Regions from separate parts of the Mus musculus genome. Here region 1 is linked to region 2. Evidence: chromatin contacts called from public HiChIP or PLAC-seq data. All regions are on one chromosome and are shown on one strand. Each heading gives the region's core, a stretch centred on a gene start, on an enhancer-like site or on the middle of the called end of the contact. The rest is flanking DNA. Distances are from core to core; before and after follow the strand shown. Region 1 overlaps Rnf150 (ring finger protein 150). Region 2 overlaps Rnf150 (ring finger protein 150).

The links. HiChIP or PLAC-seq counts read pairs in DNA pulled down with a chosen protein or histone mark.
Region 1: a contact with region 2 is called in an H3K27ac HiChIP or PLAC-seq map of heart atrium, with 6 read pairs. The contact joins two enhancer-like sites. A contact is called at or near these places in 10 of 484 Hi-C or Micro-C datasets (bone marrow-derived dendritic cells, cardiomyocytes, cortical neurons and 6 more) and 1 of 115 datasets of contacts at active chromatin or transcription factors (heart atrium).

Annotation. Positions count from the first base shown.
Region 1 is chr8:82,965,951-82,971,114 of GRCm38.p6, forward strand. All of the region lies in intron 1 of Rnf150 (ring finger protein 150), which reads left to right. Among named protein-coding and RNA genes, the nearest start is that of Rnf150, 110 kb to the left of the region's middle. Within about 2 kb of position 2,416, at least 68 of the 459 cell types and tissues checked have an H3K27ac peak or open chromatin away from gene starts, as enhancers often do. A contact at or near this core is called in heart atrium, where this site is marked.
Region 2 is chr8:82,884,531-82,889,416 of GRCm38.p6, forward strand. All of the region lies in intron 1 of Rnf150 (ring finger protein 150), which reads left to right. Among named protein-coding and RNA genes, the nearest start is that of Rnf150, 24 kb to the left of the region's middle. Within about 2 kb of position 3,156, at least 5 of the 459 cell types and tissues checked have an H3K27ac peak or open chromatin away from gene starts, as enhancers often do. A contact at or near this core is called in heart atrium, where this site is marked.

The DNA of each region.
Region 1 (5,164 bases), core at 1,166-3,665, 81 kb after region 2:
TTAGGCTTTGTCTTTATCTTGTACAACTAAAAGGTGGGAAATGCAAATCTCTACCAAGGACTGAACATGAGATTTAGGAATTGAAAAAGCCAAGGAAAGTGTACTGTAATCATGAGCCAGAATTTGTGACCTATGAGAAGTCTGAAATGGTCTGACAAAAAGTCAGGAGGGAGGATCTAAATTAAACAACACGCAAGAGAAAGACGAGGACAGATGCTGGGAGAGTCAGCTTTGATGGTACAACACAGAATTTAGTTCGTTCTGCATTTTTTACAAATAGACTTTCAAGGGTGTGCTGGCTTTGTACAAGTATTGGCATAAGCAGGAGAGACAGTTCAGCATAAACTTAATGGACACAGATATGGGAAATATATGGCTTGTACCTTAATGGGTGAGTCTGCATTTCGGATATTTATTTAGCACCACTATTAAAATAGAAATAAAACTGGGATGATCTTTAGTTCTTTGCCCCGGTAGCAACATTAAAGGCTACAGATAAATTGCCACTATGAGAGTCATTCCTTAGTACTTATTACACTCTGCATCCTGAAGAGCTCAACTGAAGTTGTTCTCTATTATCATTCTAAATATATTTTATATTATTTACATTTGCTGCTTTTTGTGGTTCTAGCAAATTAAAAGGAAGAAAACCCAGAGGGAAAGCATTTATCCAAATAAAATTCTCTTGACCATTCAAACAAAATTTACATTGAAAGACAAGATTTTAGCAGGGTGGTGGTGCCTCATGCCTTTAATCCCAGTACTCAGAAGGCATAGGCAGGCAGATTTCTGTGAGTTCGAGGCCAGCCTGATCTACAGAGGGGGCTCTAACATAGTCAGGGCTGGTACACAGAAAAACCCTGTCTCGAGGGAAAAAACAAAATTACGATTTTAGGAAAGTACATATTTGGCTTGTAAGGAGACAGTTAAAACTACACTCCTATTTCCTTTGTCTTGAGATTAGAGTAAGGCAAGAACCAAGTCAGAATTTTGGAATCAAAAAAGGTACTGTACACATCTGAACACATCTGGACACTAGACACATGTGGACATTGGTGTCTATTCCAATGTCTGTTGATTTATACATGAAAATTTTATTGCCTTTTCTTTTCATCTCCTGAAGGAGTTGTTAGTCCATTGCCAATATGTTAACTTGTTATTTTTCAAACATAATATATTTTATTGGTAAACCATGTCTTTTTGTTCGTTGAGAATACAATAATGATTCAAAGAGGAAAACACTTCCATTCAGAGTTCTACAAATTTTTCAAGATTAAAAATTATAATCAAAACTATCATGGCTCAACAAGTAAAGGCACTTACTGCTGCTAAGCCTGACGGCCTGAGTTCAATACTTTGGACCTATGTGGTGGAGAGCAGTCTCCCACAAGTTGTCCTCTGACTTCCAAATCAAATGTTTGCCATGGCATGCACATGAGCACGTATGGTCACACACATACACACAAATGAGTAAATGCAAATTTAAAAACACTGTAGCTGGTGAAGGAATCCTATGCACATAAGACAAGAAAAGACTGTCAGGGTGGCAAATGTTCAGGAGTGAAGAGGTTTCCCAAGAAGAGGCCTAGGAAAAAATCCACCAAGCTCACCTCAGCAAAGCAGGAGAGAAAGGAAGCAGATGATCAAGCTAACAGGAAAGCAAGGGGGGGGTTAAGAGGGAGCAGTAAGACCTGAACACAGGCTGTCTAGATCCAGCAATGCAGTTTTCCATACGATCTTCTGAATTTGGAAGCCAAGGAAGGACACGCCCTCCAGTAGCCGCATGTGCAGGCTGAGTGAAGGCGGCCATAAAGGATAATCTTTCTCATTAGTAAATTGGACTGTGTGTTCACATCTGTCCATTCCCTTAACGTTCTCATAAAGGATGTGTTTTTCTCAGATATGAAGTGATAGAAATAAAATATCCTAGACAAGATTCATAAAAGCACGTGGTGCACAGAACACAGGCAAAGTGGTTTATTCAGACGGGCTTCCCGCCTCCACACCCTCCAGCTTCATTATGACAGTGTTTAGTGCCAGAGACCACAGCAAGTCTGGGTGGATCTGTGCCGTCTGGGGTCTTGGATCTGCTCATCAGAGCAGTCACATACTTCTTTGGGGTGGGGGGTGAATGTTCGCCTAGCTCCACCTCTCTCCCTGGGCCAACTGCAAGGATAGCTATGCCGTTGTCTGTTAGTGAGACAGAGCATGTTCTCACTGCTTTTCCTTGAAGGGCTGAAATTTCTGAATACTTTCAGTGGGACACATGCCTTGCCTACCTTGAGGACAGTAAGTGGACTCTGGCAGTGGCAACTACTGGTTTGCAAACTGAAGTAGCTCTCTCATGGAGTGGGAACTCCTGCTTACAAGCTGCTGTTTATAGTTCACAAGTATGAAGCTGCACTATTTTTGGAAGCTGTCTTGGCAGTGCATGCTTTATCTGTGTGTCATGGATCCCACATCCCATGAGCTGGAAGAAGCAGAGAGATATGCCTGAGAAAAGTATGGTCAAAGAGGCTGATAGCAGAGCATTGTATTTGAGAGCTGCCAGATCAGCAGGTGGGACCCTGACCTCCCCTTCTTCATACTGTCAGTCTAATTTAACAGTGCCCCTCTGTAGGTCAGGGCAGTTAGCCCTCCCCGCAAGCTCAGCTGACCTCTGGCGAGAGGACTACTCTTCTCCCTAGTCATGTCTTCTCAGGCTGCCTGACTACACAATACCAGAGATGGGTGGCTTGTTTTCTATAACAGAACCCAATGACCCATAAAGCTCATAAGGACCTTGAGCTAGGCAGTTTTGTTTTGCACTGATAACTTCCTGAGTCCACCTCAACAGGGAGACTTCACAGAGAGCTTTATGTGTGAGTACTTCCTACATAGAAGTCAGATACTTTAATTTTCTGGTGTGTGTGTGTGTGTGTGTGTGTGTGTGTGTGTGTGTGTGTGTGTGTGCACCTCTGTGGTTGTCAGTTGCTAAGAGTCAGGTTGCTCTGTAGAAAGTCTTGTGCACCTGTCCAGGATAGAAGATTCGGTGTTTCCCAGTGTGTCTGGAAAGGAGGATTCTGAGTGGATGCCCATTGCGATGAGATGGTTTCCTGCAAGTGAGGAAGTATGTGTAGCTTCACTGCCTCTGTGTCTCACATTCTGGAACATTCTCACTGCCCCGTTACCCCAGTTCAAACTCCCTCTCCAAGGTATTTCCCCACTGATGTCTTTATTGATGCCCTTTTGCTCCTGGTTTGTGCCCACAATGAGCATTTGCTACCTGGCGTCAAGTAGCCTGACTCTGGGACTCCCCAGCCACTTCTTAATATGGTTTTGCCCCTCAGGTATTTCTGGGGTAACTTTAACATCCATGAATTCTTCCCTCATCGACCTTCTGAACTAGCAGACACAGTGGTTGTCTCTGTGGAAGTCCAGGTGCAGCTGTGAAGTAGAAGAGCTAGGGTGTTTTAAGCATTCCTGATCATCAAGTTTTCTTTCCACTGTGGTACATAATACTACAGTTCCTCTTAACTGGGAGAAATTAAGTATTGGTAAGGAGATTCAGACTGATGGAGAAATGATTCCATTTTGTTAGGTCCCTGCAAAAACAGGGAGCAACTTTGAATAGTAAGTGCTCCTTTTTGCCACTCTGCTGAGCCTCACAAAGGGATCACCTGCCTTTTGCCAGGTGGAACCTTTCCTTATCTTTTCATTGGTGAGATTTCCTTACTCTCAGAACTGTTGACCTTGATCTCTTTTAAGTGTGGTTTTGTCCTGTGTCCAGCTACCACAATAAGGTCACCCTTTGATATTACCCTCTGGCTTCAGATCATTAGGGCTGGTTCAATAGGCAATGCTGTCTCTCTCTCTCTCTCTCTCTCTCTCTCTCTCTCTCTCTCTGTGTGTGTGTGTGTGTGTGTGTGTGTGTGTGTGTGTGTGTGTGTGTGTGTGTGTCTGACTGTCAATATGTTTTCATAAATAAGCCTTCTAGTCAGTATCACCCTCGCCATGGTCCTGTGTTCTTTGCTGTCTGTCGTGCACTTAATGGCTTGGGGCTCTAGCATCCACTCCTGTCAAAGCCCTGTCCTTTGTCTAGCAGACAACCGTCACTCCTAGTGTGGGGAGATGCAGCTGCAGCTTTCAGTCTGGACCCCTTGTGAATCCTGCAGGGAGCTCAGCAGAGAGCATGGCAGCCAGAGCAGGGAGTGGGTGTGGCTTCAGGATTTGCCAGGGCTCTTGAATTTCCTCTTGGCTCCAGCCTTTCCAGGTGTTTCTTTTAGAGGGGTAGGAAGCATGTGTGTGTGTGTGCCTTGCTGTGGTTATGAGGCCTTGGGGAAGCTGAGACGGAGTAGGTAATTATTTGAAAGTTGACACTGGTAGTGGCTATTTTTAGGCCTAACAAGGCAACTCATAACTGTTATGCCAGCAGTATCCACACATATAACCTTGGTTTATGCCAAAGTGGACCAGGCCCATGGTCCTTCCTGGGCAGGGTTTATGATATGTGTCTGCCTTTCTTAGAATTCTCTACCCAAGAGCATGTTTGTGGCTGAATACTGGCTGCTGCACTGGAAGTATCTCCTTTTGAGGGGAAAGGAATCAAGGAGATGGTTCTCCATCTCAGCACTGAGGAATACGGGCTGAGTGTCTCTGAAGTCAGCTCTTATCCCAATCCAAGTAGACCTTAGGAAATCATAATCTTAATTTCCCATCCACATAGACAGTCCATGTCTAAAGCTGGGGAAACGAGGGGACTTCACTGTGGTTGGGGAGATCTCGAAGGCTGTACCTACTCCTGTGAGATTTTTTTTCCAGAAATATACGCCACTAACACCCTTGACTGTGGCCAGAGTAATGACAGCTTAAATGCAGTCTTTGTCATGTTCAGTTCAAAGGTACTTCATGGATACGATGAAGTTAGAACTTGAGATGATCCTGTAATTATAAGAACTCCTATAAAAGAGAGACAAGAAGTTCAGAGAGAGTGCGAGAATGAAATAGGAAAAAGGAAATGGGTCACAGTGATGTGGCTCCAAGCTGAAGCACATAAGCCACGTCTGGGAGCTGGATAGCTAGGAAAACAACCTCCGTCAGAGCTTCACAGAGAAGCACTGTCCTGCCTGCCCCTTGGTTGGCACTGCTGGTTTCGTAGTCTGAACTTCTGATGCAGTAAGATAAT
Region 2 (4,886 bases), core at 1,906-4,405:
AGACTGTTCACTTTGGGGAGAGAGTGCTTTCAGAGCATCCCTTCCTGAATGCTGTGCTACACAGTGAAGTGCAACATCTCACTATGGAATCAGCAGCAGGGAAGGGGAACTGGGGCAGGTTAATGCAGTGAGCCCTGTCAATTGTAATAGAAATGTAATTGGTGTCCCGGGACTTTTCAGAAGACAACGGGAAAATCTATTAGAGAAGAGATGGCAAATCCTCTACCTTTGCCCCAGGACAGTGTAGTGGAATTCTAATGAGCTAACAAAAGATTTAAGTGGTTTTCCCATATGAACCGCTGCATTTTATCTTGTTAAAGTAGTTTGATCTTTTCCAGCTTGCTGGAAGTTATTCATATATAAAAGAGGTAATGTACTTTATAGATAAGATACCTTTGCCAAGGCAGCCAAATCAGCAAAATGGCATGTGGGTTCTGTCAGCAAAAGACTAGCAGACCTCATAACCGCTGCCTGTGGAGTCATCGTCACCTAAGCTCCATTTTGAATAAAAGCAAGAGAAACTGTCCTTTATCAGGAATTTACAGTGAGCAATGCCATTTAGGCTGAGTACCTGCTTGAGTGGATACAACCTGACTGAGTCACGGATCACAGCTCTGGTTCACAACAGTCCGCTGCCTGTTTCTGTTTCCTTGTATATCAAGTGCAAGGAGTATAACAATGCATGTTTCCTAGGGTCTTCTGAATGTAAGTAAGCTTAGTGAATCTATTTGTTATGCTTCTCATTGCCGTGAGAACGTATGTGTGTGCTGTAAAACCATCAGATAGCAAAGGCTGAGGGTCCATGGTGTGACGGTCTGTCCATACTCCTTTTGGTGCATCTGTTTCTCTGTTTCAGGCTTCTGCTTATCACCTAATATTTAGTGCCAATGTTATGCACAGATCACATTAAATTGATGTCACAACTGAGTTGTGGGAGCATTAGGATGCAGGGTAGTGGTTAAATCCATTTTTATGACGCTTCTGTGTCTCTTCAGTTTGGGCACTGCCATTATATAATCTCCTACCTTCAATAGAGTAGCCATGGAAAGAACTTGTTTATATTTGGCACAGTGCTTTCCCTTATCCTATTCTGAGTCTTGTCAAACTTCACAGATGGCAAAGAAAATTAGATCATCTTACAAATAAAGAGACTCGCAGAGTGTGAGTCCTGATTTTGTCAACTGTCGAGGACTCAGACATCCCTTCACTCTCACTTCAGAGCTGGTCACTGAGTACATATTAACTGAGAGTCTCTGAGTAAGCACCCACTGAGCTGAGGGCACACAATCCTAGCTTGACGGAGAGATCAAGACAGCATCTTCCTAAGGGATAATATCATCTTGGAGGGAAGAGAGCAGCAATTGACAAGGTACTGCGGACATTATTAGTGTGAATAAGGTACTGCTGAAACCCCCAGACATGATGAGATGAACCAAAGCTTAGAGAGGTCTCAGAAGTGTGTAGGTATTTTCAAATAAAACAGAGCTGAGGAAGCATATCAAAGCACTTTGGGCAAAGGCAACAGTTGGATTGTGGGAGCAAGCGAAGAGAGTGGGTAAGGGTACCAAGTCCGAAGAACCGGGTGGAGAGGTGAGGTCACAAGCAGGTTGAGACGGTGAAGGTACTGAAGAACTCAAGCACTTGAAGGTGAGATGAAAGCAGAGAAAGCTTTTTAAACAATTACTGTCAGAATCTGGCTATTTGTAGAAAACTGCTGTGCAAGGTGTCCTGGGCAACTATGAGAGATGCTCACTAAAATGTCTGCTAGCACTGGTGTAAAGACACCAGGAATACTTTATGGGAAGCTATATTTGAAAATTAGAGTGGAACGAGAAATGATTGGGTGAGTGATAGGTGACAGTGGGAAGAGCAGGAAAGAAGGGAGGTTTGGGAGGACACATGGGCAATACTGAATTCATACTAATTTGATCTTCCTCTAAGATAAATTAATCTTAGCATAACGCACCTTTTCTACTTTTAATTTTAAATTTTAAGGTTACCAAACCCTTTGTTGCTTTTATGATGAATATAGCTTAAAGCATAATAAACACATTACACAACTACAGAATATATTTTCTTTCTATGTATTCTTAATATGTATGCCTTTTCTTTTCTAATATTTTAAGTTAATAAACATTTTTGTTTAAAAAAACAGCACAAATTAGATGAGACCTTCAGAAAGTAAGGAAGATCAATATTACTGTCTCCCACTTCCATATCTTGTCCCACTGAAGGTCTTTAGGGCAGTGACCTGCATGGAGCCTCCTGTGAAGAAATTGCTTTCTAGAATGCTTCCTGAGGGACTTTCTAGTGTGTGTGTGTGTGTGTGTGTGTGTGTGTGTGTGTGTGTGTGTGTGTGTGTATGTGTGTTTGTCTATGTGTGTGTGTGTGTGTCTGTGTGTGTCTGTGTGTATATATACACACATTCCTATGTATGTTTAAACATGTATGTATGTAATAAGTACACCCTAAAATAATAATAACATGAGGCAGAGAGGTGACTTAGCAGTTAAGAGCACTGGTTGCTCTTACGGAGGAGCTCAATCTGATTCCTAGCACCCATAGGATGAATAACAACCACCTGCAACTTCACGTGATCCAGTGCCTTCTTCTGGCCTCTGCAAGCACCAGGCATGCACACAGTAATCAGAAATACGAGAAGGAAAAACATCCATACACATAAAATAAAATTAAAGTAATTACATTTGAACTAGATTTGTTAAGTGTATAAAGCACAGCAGTCATTTTCATCATCAAATATTATGCTGCCCATACGGTATCTACTATGGTTCTGTGCGACCAGGCATTTACCTCTTCACAGCACATCATTTGCATGATTGTGGGGTAGGTTTGTCTACACCAGCTTCCTTCTAACATGAGATGAATGTGTTGTGTTTTGGAGGCTACGTTGTCACTAGGCAATAAGAATATTTTTAGCTCCATCATAATCTTATGGGATTCCTGTTGTATGTGCAGCCTGGTGTCAACCAAAATGCTGCCATTCAGTGCGTAACTCTGTCAAATAAGGTAACTATAAAAGTGCTGTCTGTCATCATTCTGGCCCTTAATCTGAAAGTTTTCATAGCTTTCTCTTAGGGCAAATAATGAGTGACTAGGACGGCCTGGAGAATCTTTTATTCACAAAACTATTCCCAGAGGCTTATTTCTTCTTGCATGAAGGGATGAGGTTGGTACAATCATTGCTAATTCTGCCAATTAACTCTTCACAAGGAATTTTCAGAATGTTTTCATATGTAGTTAAAGAATTTAGAACCATCTAAATTTAACTTAACTTCCTCCTCTTAAACAACAGCATACAGGGTTGCAATTATAAGAATATGGACAGGGACAGTCATGAGCTGGATGTGGTCATGCAGGTCTGTACAGGGCTGTTGTTAGTTGGAGACCATACTGGGCTACACAGTGGGTTGCAGCACACAGTAAAGGTATTAGAAATATATAAATTCCTATGTAAGCCTTACAAGGATGTGCTCAAAACAGTCTTTTTAAGTGAATAAGCTGTGCACTGGTACACAAGAGTATCCAGATTTTGAATGGTCACCATTGTTTAAGCCATTGCATATACTGGGCTAACAGTATTACTTTTTTGACAAAGCAAAGTTGATGCTTCTGGCTTTTCTTGTGAGTGAAACCAGTGTAGGTGTGGAACCTTGAATGGACTCCTCAGTTACTGTTACTAGTATTTTAAATCTGACCATTTCCCACACAGGGAAATGTAATGACAATTTTGAAATGTTGGTTTCTAAAAAAAAAAATTAAAAATATGTTTTTGTTTTAACCCTAGGTGTGGGATATGGGGCTGCCTCAGATTGTCCACAGCAGCTGACTATGATTTGCCTCGTGCTCTAGCAGTGGGGTGATTTTGCCAGCTGCAGAGAGTTTCTGCAAATCTGTGACATTTGGAATTCTGGGAACTTTTCAGAGGATATATAAAAGCTAGGACCTCAAAGGTGTGGCAGGTTGTTGTTTGGTCATTGATTGTTGTTGGTTCCTGTTGGGCTCTGTTTGTTAAGTAGTTGTACACAAAAAGAAACAACAAGAAGAAGAAATTAGATATCCTGATAGTGAAGATCAAACTTGCCCCGAATGAACTCAACACCCATAATCAGCAGGAAGTACTCTAAGGATAATGCCACCCTCTTTCTGACACCTGACTTTATTCAGAGATCTCTTTCCTTCCCTCTCCATCCTTTTTTCTCTTTTATCTAGTGTTAGGGAGTTGAAAACGTGGGAAAAGGGTGGAGAAGGGCAGAAGAAGGAAGAACCCACAAAGTATCCAAAGACCACTACAGGGCAAGCAGTCTTTTCCACACCCTTGAACATACATCCTCAACACATGAAGTTTTTTGAATGGGAATCTTACAGTCTCTTTATTAAGTCCCTTCTCCTTCAGAACCCATGCCTACCATAGCCTTTCTGATGCTGGTTGTTCAGCTCTGAATCCCACTAGTGCCATTGGTCAGTATTCAGATGTGATCTGATTGAGTACAAAGGTTTCTGTGCTGAGAATGTTGGGAGGACGGCTCTCACTATTATGCCCAGTGCCTTCCCGGGTTCTGTTCTGAACCACTCGCTTATAATGCAAGCATTATCCACCCCTTCTGTGCTCTGAGCAGCCCTTGCTCAATATTCTCACTGGAACTAGGAGTGAGCCAATTAGGTGGCAGGCACGAACGGAGAGCACACAACCTCTATCTCTTCCCTTGAGGCGACCTAGCCTCATCACCCTCTACTTTCCTTTATAGCCACTAATGGAAACACACCATCTTCATTAAGGGTGTCCCTCCTGCAGTGTGACCTTGTTAAATGAGTGTGGCTTGACTCTGAGCTGAAGTAAAACTAACTGCTTCCCCCTGCAGCTTTAT